Regions from separate parts of the Zea mays genome. Here region 1 is linked to region 2. The links are chromatin contacts, called in public Hi-C maps. All regions are on one chromosome and are shown on one strand. Each heading gives the region's core, a stretch centred on a gene start, on an enhancer-like site or on the middle of the called end of the contact. The rest is flanking DNA. Distances are from core to core; before and after follow the strand shown.

Evidence for each region. Hi-C and Micro-C count contacts between places; a contact is called where the count stands out from the background.
Region 1: a contact with region 2 is called in a Hi-C map of ear, with 2.6 times the contacts expected there. The contact joins the enhancer-like site here to the promoter of LOC100274502 in region 2. A contact is called at or near these places in 2 of 25 Hi-C or Micro-C datasets (ear and tassel).

What each region holds. Positions count from the first base shown.
Region 1 is chr9:92,792,361-92,798,317 of Zm-B73-REFERENCE-NAM-5.0, forward strand. LOC100272777 reads right to left here. Exons shown (of 10, transcript NM_001147230.1): 4 at 5,950-5,957; 5 at 5,763-5,859; 6 at 5,137-5,266; 7 at 4,785-4,963; 8 at 4,474-4,601; 9 at 4,278-4,379; 10 at 2,337-2,826. The coding sequence ends at 2,728. Among protein-coding and RNA genes, the nearest start is that of LOC100272777, 13 kb to the right of the region's middle. Within about 2 kb of position 2,456, at least 14 of the 20 cell types and tissues checked have an H3K27ac peak or open chromatin away from gene starts, as enhancers often do. A contact at or near this core is called in ear and tassel, where this site is marked.
Region 2 is chr9:92,194,134-92,200,276 of Zm-B73-REFERENCE-NAM-5.0, forward strand. LOC100274502 reads right to left here and starts at 4,089. Exons shown (of 7, transcript NM_001148860.1): 1 at 3,644-4,089; 2 at 1,416-1,551; 3 at 1-15. The coding sequence starts at 3,761.

The sequences.
Region 1 (5,957 bases), core at 1,206-3,705, 600 kb after region 2:
GTTTCAAAAAGGCAACAAGGTGATCACACAATTGCTGATCAAGTGGTCAGGCTGGCCAGATGCTCTAGCCACTTGGGAAGATGAACAGGCTATCAAACAACGCTTTCCTATGGCACTAGCTTGGGGTCAAGCTGCTACTGAAGGAGGAGGGGATGTCAGCACCACTGGTGGACCATGCGCTGATCTGGAGAAAGGAGAACCAAGGCCGATCGAGGTGGGACCCAGAAGACGCAGCCAAAGGGTGATTAGGCCTAATGTCAGGATTAGCGGGCCTGAGTGGCGTAATTAACTAGAGATTATGCTTGTCTTGTAAGAGGGGAAAGGGCGTGGAGGTATATATACTCCTGTACGCGGTTGAGAGGGTGATAAATCTACGAAGGACTCTGTTTTGAACACCTAAATAATACGAAGCATACAGAGTTCGTGAGGATACCTTATGTTGTCTAAGGGTGTGTTTGGTTTGGCTTTTGGCTTTGGCTTTTACCCCCTAAAAGCTAAAAGCCAAACCAAAGGGCTGGATTTAGAAAGCAGCTTTTTCTAAAAGCCGACTTTCTTGCAGTGCAAAACTGAAAGCACCTCTGGACCTGCTTTTAGCTGCTTTTAGATGGAACTGTGAAAATATATATGGAAAAACATTTAGCGACTTTTAGTGGTTTCCACCAAACACTTTTTAGCTTTTTAACAGCTCGCAGCCCACAGCAGCTTTTCTCACAGCTCACAGCCCACAGCAGCTTTTTTCACAGCCACAGTCCAACCAAACAGACCCTAACACGCCCGCACGTCCAGTGGTGCACGCTGCTCGGCTTTCGAGCTGTGTGCACGCACGGTTTCGAATTCGAATTATTCTTTTATTATCGCACGGTTTCTGATCGGGTCGGCGCTCCGCGCGACAGGGGATTCGTGGCTGCCGGAGGCAATAATAGCGCAAGATGCTACCGTAACTGTGAATGCGAAAATATTTTATTGCCAAACATGTCTTCGATTTTACTTATATATAAAAAAATACTTTAGTTATGTTATAACAATTAACAAATCATGGTATGTGGTTTAGAGAACTGAGTTGTCAGACTCAGACAGGGTCTAAATGTGCTGTCTTAGACTAGCTCTTTATTAAAAGCTATGAGCTCCTTTGAAATGCAGGAATTTTAGTGAAATCGTGTATAGAAAGTTTATAGAAATTAGCTTATTTTCACAGAAAAAACGAAAAAACACCGCAATCCAAAGGAACCCTACATTTTCTATGTGTTCTATTAAAATGTAAAAGATATCCGCCCTAAACAAAAGCCTATCTCACTGATCGCAAGCATGAACCGCTAATGCCAACCCTTGACGGCTAAGCAAACGTAACCGATCGCCAAGAACGAGCAGGATACCAAAAATATTAACCCCCTCTACGTGGCCATGTTTCCCATGTTACAAGCGAAGGAGATAAGCCTATAGGTGTACATTTGTGCTGTGCCTAATAGGCCGGCCCAAAGCACACAATTTCTGGCACGATCCATATCTGGCACGGCCCAACCTAATTGTGGGTCTGGGCCGGCACGGCCCACATTGTGGGCCGTGCCTGGGCCTCAAGTCAAGCCCACGGGCCGGCCTCGCACGGCCCATTTAACTAAGCCACACCGAGGCCCACTAAATATAGACTCAGTATTTAACTAAGGTCCGTCAAAGCCCACATGACTAGCATAACTTGGAGAATCTAGAGCTTCATTAAGCCATCGAGAACCAATACCTAGATATGGATAGTGAATAGTGATGATGATCATTGTATATGTATTCTGTATGAATGTATAGTACTTAATTAAACACTAAACAGAGAACTGAATATTATTTGTGAGCTAGTTGTAATATTTTTTTCTTTCTGACCAAAGGTTTATAATGTGCATCCACAAAACATCTTAGTTTTATTTTGGTCATATATATATTATACTTTTTGTTGATGTATTACTGTTGTATGTATATGGGCCGGTCTGGCACATTAAGGTATTTTGGGCTATTTAGGCCGGCCTGGCACACATAACTAATTGTGGGCCGTGTCGTGGGCCGATGACTGGACACACGTGCTGGCACGGCACGGCCCATAATTAGATATGTGCTTTTGTGGGCCGTACATTTCTGGGCCGTGCTTTTGTGGGCCTGTGCCGTGCCGGGCCAGGCCGGCCCACATGTACATGTATAGATAAGCCAACGGCACCGCATTATCCATATGCAAAGGATGGACAGGGAATGCTGTTTTAACAAAACGGCAGCGGCTAAATTAAAAGGGGATGCGAAAACGAAAGCACGTACTTTTTCCGCGGCCGGGCCTGCGTCAAAGCCCCTGGGAAAAGAGTTTTAGTGCCATATTTCATATAATATATACTCCGTACATCTGTGCGCGTCAGTTGTACACTTGTCTAAACACGCCTTGAAATCTGCTGGCCAGACAACGGTTTCCGTACCCGGTTGTTCTTACACTACTCACATCAAGCTACATGCAAGTGCCCAGGGCAAACGCTTCTAGAGTATTTGGCCATCCACCTGGTACCATGGCTGGAATATTGCAGGCAGAGGCAGGAAAGCAAGCAACAGACCTTAGATTCCCACGCGCCCCTTTCGAGAAAATGGAACCACTCCAGTTAGTTCATGAAGACACAGCATTTATTGTTTCTGTGGGCATCGCATTTCTGTTTTGTATACATTATTATTGCAGCACAAATAAGAAAACTGAGTGTGGCAGGCCATATTTCACACACTCAACTCAGCCTCGGCCCCTAATGGCTCGAAAACTGATTCGACCTCGGCCATGTTTACTTCTTCCAGAGTGGCTGGATTCCACTTCGGATTCTGCAAAGTGATAGGGAAATTCAATGAGAAGCCAATTCCTTTTTACTTAATCTTCTTGGATAATAAATTAAATGCAGCCGACCACCCTATACTTCCATAACATAATAACTACTCACTCTATTCTTTTTTATTTGTCACGGTTTAGTTCAAAAATAAACTAACGGACGACAAATATTCGAGAACGGAGGTAGTATCAAGTTAGCTATGGAGATAAAGCAAACCCCAAACCGAGTTGCACCAAAGTATAATCTAGTTAGGCCTTGTTCGGTTATTCCCAATACACATGAATTGAGTGGGATTGAAAAAAATTAAAAAGAAGTTTGACTTGTTTGGGATTCAAACTCATCCAATCCCACTCAATCCACGTGGATTGAGAGATAACCCAACAAGCCCTTAACCGTTTTGCCACCAATTGCGCCCAGTTTGCAAGACATGGACCAGGTTCCCCAGGTTATAGCTTAGTTTGCATTTTGCAACTAGCACGGAGGACAGGCTGGATTGGTCTCCACCAGTTTCAGAGCAGATTTGATTAGTCGCTGGGTTGAGCCAGTCCTAGTAGTTTCAACAGGTTCCTGATAGGTTTCGGGACACCACTGCCCTGGACAGAGTGACGCTGAGGAAGTACCCGTTCCTTCCACTCGGTCTGCGCCATAGATGTCAGCAACACAGACAATGCCGTGGATCTTGCCAAGAGGTGTTTGGCAAGGGTCGAGTGAAGCTGTAGCCTAGGGGCACATATGGCAGCACACGCTCCATCTCCGTTGAAGCATCTGGTTATCTGATCAGGAGAGATCAAGCATGTGTGGCTGCCATGGGTGGATTAAGGGTGCTGGAAAGATCTCAAACTTGTCGGAACTCAGGAAGACTTCACGAGTGGCCAGGAAGAGGAAGATCCAGGAAGAACTAGGAAGAGACATCTAAGAGGATGCAATGGAGAAACCTAGACTCAGGAAGAGAACGGGTTACTAAGATCATGACGTGGCTTAGTGTGCCTACTCAACATGTTAGGAGACTTGTTAAAGTGTCTCGCAGTCGCAGGCTTCTTGACATGAGGACTTTCTACATTCTCGAACTAATATTTATCGTAAAGACCTAGTGTTTAAAGTTGCTACAATAACTGCTAAAAGCTTATCCTGGATTTAGTAAGGCCTATCCTGCCAAAAAACAGGATCCTGCAAAAACAGACAGGAAACACACCGTCCAGCTACACATCCTGTTTCCGTATTTTTCCGCAAATAAGGAAAAGGGTGAGATAAATGTAGAAACGTAATGTGACAGGATGAGATTTATCCTTCTTGGATGAAACAATTTAGAGCTAGTTTGGGAACCCCATTTTCCCAAGGGATTTACATTTTCCCAAGGGAAATTAGTTCATTTTCCCTTGGAAAAATAGGAATCCCTTAGGAAAATGGAGTTCTCAAACTAGCCAGAAAATCATATGGATAACTTGCCTGGTCCTTGTCAACTAAAACAGCACGCACACCTTCAACAAAATCGTTTCTAATCGACGACCTCAAGGCAATGCGATATTCCAATTTCATAACACCAGCCAGCTGAAACACACCAAACACCAGAATTAGCAATACATAGATAAGTGGTTCATGAACAATTGAAATTGTTCAGTCCTAGAGGATACTAGATTCACACCTTAGATAAATAGTGTTCACTAGTCCCATATGCTGATGCAACTTGAGAGAAATGCTTCTGTGTTAAACAAAGAGAAAATGGAGCGCCTTTCTCAATTCCTGCTAAAGCTTCATTGGCCCATTCTGCCACTGCAGCCACCAGAGGAACAGTTAAGTGTGTAAATGCAGTTATCCCTTCTTAAGCCACTATTGCATTAAATTCTTACATAGCACAAAGAAAGTAGGGGAGTTTTTTAAAAGTCAACAGTTGCATGTGAGTAATACATTAGTGTTGCCAAGGTGCACTAAAAGGGAATGTTTCATAGCGGGTACCTGCAGCATCACCACTTCGGCTACATTTCTTTAGCTCTTCCACAGATTCAGCCACTGATTTATCAGGACTGAAAGAAGAAATGATATATGGCAAAAGCTTTTTTAGTTGTGGTTCAGACTCTGGTTCTTTCTTGTATCCTGTCAGAACTGACTCAACGTCTCTATGAGGATCATTGGTGCTGCAAAACAAGATCAGATATCAAGGTACCATCAAAATCTACAGACGTGCAAGCAAGCACTTATTCCATCATGGGCTATAATATACATGAACAAGGAAACTGAAAAAATGGAGAAATTACAGATGATTTTGACAGTATTTAGGTTCTTCAGCAAGTACAGATAAGAAATATACAAGTTAGCACTCAGCAGGGACTCCTTGAGTGAACCCAAATTTGCAGAAGGTACATAGTGAGTACCAAGGCCTATGAACATAGCATCAGCAGGTGATGATATCCTTTTTCCAGTAATCCCAAGGTAAACTCCTAAAAAACAGTCATGAAAAGGGAAAATGTAAGTGTAAATATATGATGCATACAGGCAAGGTGTACCCGTTTGGGAACAACTAGCTTCTTAAATATCTTGGAATAGTAGGGAAGGCCACAACAATGTCACGGCTCATGACTCGTATTATTGGTAGGACGACCAATCCGAAAAAATAATGATGATGGCTTAATAACATTAAGATGATTAAGAATAGCTAATTAATTCATAAGCAATAACTAAGATAGTAGAGAGCAAACAAAGCAAAGCGGTCAAAATATCAAGACATATACATGGAACGCAAGTATGCGGCCAACTTGTTCTCAAACAAAATAAACATGGAATGCATAAGGAAAGGCCAAAGGGGGAACAGCAAGAACTAAAAAGTATGTGTTTTATGATATTACAATGGAAAAGAATATACAGATGAAGAAATAAACAGCACTAGGCCTTACTATATGAATTGATACAGGAAGGGGGAAATTACAAGGACCATACCAACTGCACCCCCTCCTGGTGCTTTTGCACCAATGTAAGCAAAGCCAACATCTGGGAACAGGCCAATACCATTTTCAGGCATGGCTAGGAGTGTTCTCTGCAATGATGATACACCAAGCAAGATGAGTATTCAAAGAATTTATATAATGAAATTAAAAACAAACATAAATTGGAGACAAAAAATTGCCTCTGTAA
Region 2 (6,143 bases), core at 2,839-5,338:
GCATCCCATACTTTACTGGAAAAGGAACATCAAAATTAGTCACTAACAGAGAATTCAAATCAGGAATGAACATTGAAGTGGATATGTTAAAGTGTTTACGCCTGCCAATTGTTACTTTGTCATGCAAACTTCCAAATTAGTAGTATTCATTCATTCTGCATGCAATTGTATATATTATATTGAATTAATAAACCTACTTAAAAGATATACATTTGCTAAGGGCTAGTTTGGGAGCAAGGGAATTGGAGGATATTGAGGGGGCTAGAATCCCCTTATTCAATTTTGAATAAGGGGATTCTAGACCCCTCAATTCCCTCCAATCCCTTTGCTCCCAAACTAGCCCTAAACAGAATTGTGTAACATCCACATTGGACTGAGCAGATCCATTAGGATAGAGTTAGTTAGAGATAAGATAGATTCGGTTATGATATTTGCTGAGGGGTCAAGTTGTCTCTATAAAAGGGACACCCTTGTATCAGTTGAGATTAAGCACAGAATAGATCAAACAAGTGCAGCTCAGAGCCAGTCACAGATCTATCTGCTATCCCATCTACCAATCAATAAACCACATCACACACAGTACCCAAGATCGTCTACTCCCACTGTCCCACAAATAAAAGGAATCCTGGAATTTTAAGAACAGATATTTAAAAATAAAAAACTGCATAGGGAAGACTCATATAGCCCTAACTAAAGTATGTTTGTAAGTTTCAATTGGCAAGAATAAATGGCAGGTTAACAATACCATTAAAAAGATTTTATGGGAGTTATGTTACCCAGAATCCCATATATTTGTGGATGGAGGGATGAGGGAATATAGATTACGGCTATGGCAATGGTAGGCCACTTACTTCCTAAACCTTAGGAGTTTAATCATAGTGCGCGCGCACACACACACACAGACAGAAAATAACACTTTCCCAAATTCTTCAATCCCGATTGACCCTCGTTAGGTTTTACAGTTTGCTCATCCAAGTGTTCAACTTCAACAACAAAACTTATGTAACTACATTCTTGATCCTATAGAATAAAACCAAGAAGTAAAATATTTTTTCCAGGTCAGCATATCTATTCCATCCTATATTCACATGATAGTTCGGTATGAAATGATGCATGTTAAGGGCAACGAACAAGTAAATAATTGAACATGTTTCATGACATCTGTCCTCAGAGAACACATTAATGAATATGCCCGGTATAGATCTACCTAATTGTGTGTCAAGTTGCTGGCCGATCAGAGTGTCAGGATGAACTTTAGCGCCTTTAAGTTCATGTCTCAGGAAAGCAAATAAAGAAAGCATTTACAGAAAGTATCCATAAAGCAGGGATTATTTGATACAGTAAGCAATCAATTTTGTAGAAGGGAAAATGAACAACAATTCTAATTGGAATTTCAAAGAGCAAGAAAACCATACGCTGAAAAGTCAGCAGAAGCAGATGCAGCCCTCAGAGCATTCCTGTCAAGGCAACAGCTCCAAACAGCTCCTTTATGACCTTGAAAAGTCCCAATCCAGTCGCCAGTCTCACCATTACGAAGCATTGGATTTGTATCTGTGAAACGAAAAAATAATAAGATCATTCAATAGGTAGCAACACGAGAGGACATGTATGCTTCTCCTATTTGCAAAGTTTACTGGTCTGCAAACAGTGTGAAATCATTCAAAGCTTGGTAATGAAGCCATGAAGCATAAAAAAATGTATAACCTTTGCCATGTAAAACCAGATAAGATGTCTAACTCCTTTCGACTATCACTTGGTCCCAAAATCCCAATCCAAGATCGTTACCGAAACCTAGCCTAGAACCTGCTCACTCTTCTCGAATGCATAAATATCTACAGATTCTATGATATAATATTCTTTTCGTGGATAACATTTAGCAAAGCACTTAAATCGCTCTAATGATCACACGATAGATAGGAAGTTCACCATTCTCATTATTCGCCTTGCAATATGGGCACACAGTTAAATCAGGAAAAACTGCAAGATAGAGATTAATACACTGCTGGTACCCAATTGAGGCTTAGTCCTACAATGTTTAGTTGCTGACAACTAGGACAACAAGCTATTTATTATTGGCTTATTGTTTCATCTGATGTACCTTTATCATTCATATTTCTAACACCTCTATAGAGAATTTATTATTGCAAGGATGCTTTATAGAGCATTCCTTACAAGAAGGGAATGCATCTAATATTTCAAGAAAAATATATGTGGAAATAAAAAAACTTAATAATACAACTTGAAAATGTTCGAATCAAATACCACAAGATCATCCTTCTTTCAAAGAAAAAATGGAGTAAGGTAAAGGTTAGCATAAAATATGTTCACCTTTCATAGGGGTCGGATATGAAACCATGCATTAGCTTCTTAGGCTTTGTTTAGATGTTGTCAGACTCACCTCAATCAACCTGTGCTGGGGTGGAATTTAGTTCAAGTTCCACTATAATCCAACCCAACACATGTGGATTTATGTGAATCCGACTACATCCAAACAAGGTCCCAATGGATCCAGGTTGTTCTTTAGTAGTCCACAACCGAGATGTGCATGCATGTTTCTGTTTAACCATAACTATTTCTTTGTCAAGCTTTTAACATGGTATTCATGAATATCCAACTGTTTCATTTTGCTTTCATCCATTCTACTTGTAACTCGGTGGTGCTCAAAAAATAAAGCTATGAAAATTGCTCTTATATCTACACCTCATATTAAAGAGAGAAATTCTGTCATGGTAGCTTTTTTCTAGCCTACCCCAACTTGCTTGAGATAAAAGGCTTTGTTGTTGTTTGTTTTGTCGTAACTTTTTTCTGACTCCTCATATACACCGTCCTGTGTTTCTTTCCAGATCATTCTGTGTGTAAGACATCTGTGTTTCTGTTCCAGGTCATCCACATTTCTGTTCCTGTTTCAGTCAGACCTCCATTCGGATTTTTCGTTCAAACTTCATGCTTGGTTATTTTTGTCTGACTTTTTTCCGCTTGGTTTCCATGATTTTGTCTTCCGCTTTCCAGATCCAAGTGACTGCGATGCTTTTTTTCCTGTGATTCATGTCCGATGTTTTCTTTCTTATGTTTTCAGTCTGAACTCCATTTAAACATACAATAAAAATAATAGATATCTTTGAATGATTGGCTCTTTTCTAAAAAAACAATGATTATAACCAACTTATTAATATTGTTTTGATAAAAATCAAAACTCTTTTTATGAAAATCCAAAAATCTAGATTACTTGATGGTTCGCCTAATTACACCATCAACTAAAACCATTATCTTAAACAACATGGGTATGTAATCGTATTTACTTGACCAGCAAAAGAACAATGTCCAACGTCTACAGTATATGTAGTTTACAAATGTTGAGCCCCCACACCAACGAAACATTGAACCCACACCAAATAAACTACATAGTTTAAAGCATCAGGAGACTATCATGGCACAAATTGCACTGGCAACTAATTCTTACATCCACATAAAATTAGATTGAAAATATAACGATCAAACACATCATCCTAACCAATATCTCGTAAACACATATAAGTAACAGCAGATCATCGCATCACAATCACTCAACCACCAAGCCAATCCTAGCCAATCAGAAAACTAAAATGAACTATCACACGGGAAGGGAAGTTGAGGATTCGCTTACCCTTGCTGGCGCTGATGAGGAAGTAGCCATCGGGTGTGACGGGGCTGTAGAAGAGGTCCACCACCGGCCGCGAGTGGCCGTGGCACACCAGCGGTATCGCCACCTTCTTCTTCTCCATCGTCTGGATTCGCTTCCGTTCCCCGGGTGAGAAAGCACCCTAGCCCGTCGAACCAATGATTACCCTGGAATGCGACGCCTCCGCGCGCCCAAACCCTAGCACACCGATCGAAAAAGAGAGGAAACCTACAAAAAACGGGGAAAATCGGAGGATAATCGAATCGAATCGAATCGAATCGCGCAAATCGTCGCGGGGGGGTAAGGCGATCCGGATCCTAAGGGTTGGATCTGTACAGGCGCTTTATTGGGTGGATGGATCGGCAGGGGCGGGCGGGCGTATGAAGCGAGGCGAGGCGAGGCGAGGCCGGCCTCCTTGGGCTAAAGTGTGGGGCAGGGGGGCAGGGGCAGGAAGCCAGACCCTGTGCTTATATAGGGTTAGGACTTGGGACGAGCCGAGACGAAGCGGCACGCGCTCGATCGGTCCTTTGGTCATGATCGTAGGTCGTAGCGGGAGGGTGACTGCACGAGTGGTAGCTGATGTTGAGCTTGGGGGTCGTTGCGGAATGCTGGTTGTTCGGTTAGGCCTAGTTTCGATGCTTTTGAATTGGAGTGGCTCAGAGGTACCAAGGGTGTTTAAATTCTTTTTGGGAGCACAGTTTTGTTACAGTTTTGAATGAATACTGTAGTATTTGATGATACCGTAGTATTAAAAATTAAAACGTGTTTGGATGCTACTAATAAAACACAGTTTCAAATACCATGGTCTACTTAAAGCTGTAGTATTTTTAGAGTTTTGGAAAGAGTTAATTCCCTCTATGCCACTGAAAATTATATCGATACTTTATGTGCCATTATAAATTATAGCATTCCTTCTATGCCATCAATTTTAGATTTTATTCCCCTCTCTACCATTGCCGTCAAAAGCTGGCCAACGCCGTTTGTTGGTGTAGCTGGACCCACATGGCATGCACTAACCTCCTCCCATCATCTTTGTTTGCCATGACCAGCAAGGCCGAAGGCGAAGCAGCACCGACCGCAGCCCCCCCGCCGGCCTGGAGCGTGCGTGGCGGTCTTGTCGACCTTAGCTCGACGTCGGGGACCGGGCCGAGGCGAGCCAAGGCTGTTCGACGGCGGCGGGGACTGAGCCGAGGCAGACCGATACTTCCACTGCACGTCCGTTCGCAAGCCCACCGTCGACACCTCCCAACGTCGGCTCGTCGAACACCTCAACATTGGCGACGTCCAGTGCCTCGAGGGGACGCGCTCGAGCTCAAGACCCTGCCACGTGCGGCGTTGGCCTCGAGGCCTGCTCGCTCTGCATGCCGCTGGACGACTGGACTGCAGGCGCCTGTGCTTCGCGGGGTGCTGTGACCTGATCCGTGTGGTGCCTGCCTGCCTGCCCCCCAGCCCCAGCCATATGTCGCGCGCGAGGACCCGAGCTCTGCTCCTCGCCTGCCCTTGCATACGCGCTGCTGCAGCCTGCAATCAGCCCATGCATGCATGAAACGGTGAACCGACATTGCATCATCGACTCCATCCATCCATCCATGCATCTGTGCCTGTTGTCCGTCCTATCGAGTGTGCGTGCGTCCGAGCGAGCACGTAGGCCGACCGGTCCCGTGCGTGTTGTAACCTTGTGGCCGACGGTGGACGTACGGCACACGCGAGGCTGACTGTCTGCACCTGCAATATGCATGCGCATGCATGGAATCCGAAAGGCGGCCAGCTACTCGAGCCCCGAGCTCGAGCGTATGAGATCGACGAAGCGTGCGTGCAGCGGCGACGCGACGTGAGAGGATCGTGAGACGTATCTGCTCTAGAAGAAGCGCGTCTCATGTATTTGTCAAAGAGCGGGGCGCTGAGAATCGAACAAGGGAACGGGAGGGACTGTACGTACAAATACTACATGATGTTTGGTTTGTACTGGTGCAGTCTGATCGATCCATGCCTGCTGGCATTGGCACCTGGCAGCTCAGTTCAGCTGGAGCTGGTCATTCTCTCGTGCATGCAGATGGATACGTTGCAGCTTGCAGGCAGCGCGCGATCGTCAGCTTGCTAGCTCTAGCGAGGCACGTGAGTAGGATGCTAGGCTATGACACATGGGCCCGTACACCATTTAACGGCGATATGTAACTGCAATGGCGTTGAAGGGATGGAAAATATAAATCAATGGCTTTAAAGGAATGGTATAATTTTAGATGGCATTTAAGAGATTGATATAAGTTTCGATGGCATTGAAGGGATTTTCTCTTTTGGAAACTCCACTCAAACCTCTGTTTTCTTCTGCTTTTTTCACGCATACCTTCCGCCCAGCCCCAACGTCATAGTTCTGTCTACTGTACAGTATCCAGCAAACATGATGTATTTCCTTCACTCCCAAACAGATCTCGGTATTTTAAAAAACCATGTTTTGCCGTGGTTTTGAAAACTGTAGTATTTTTGT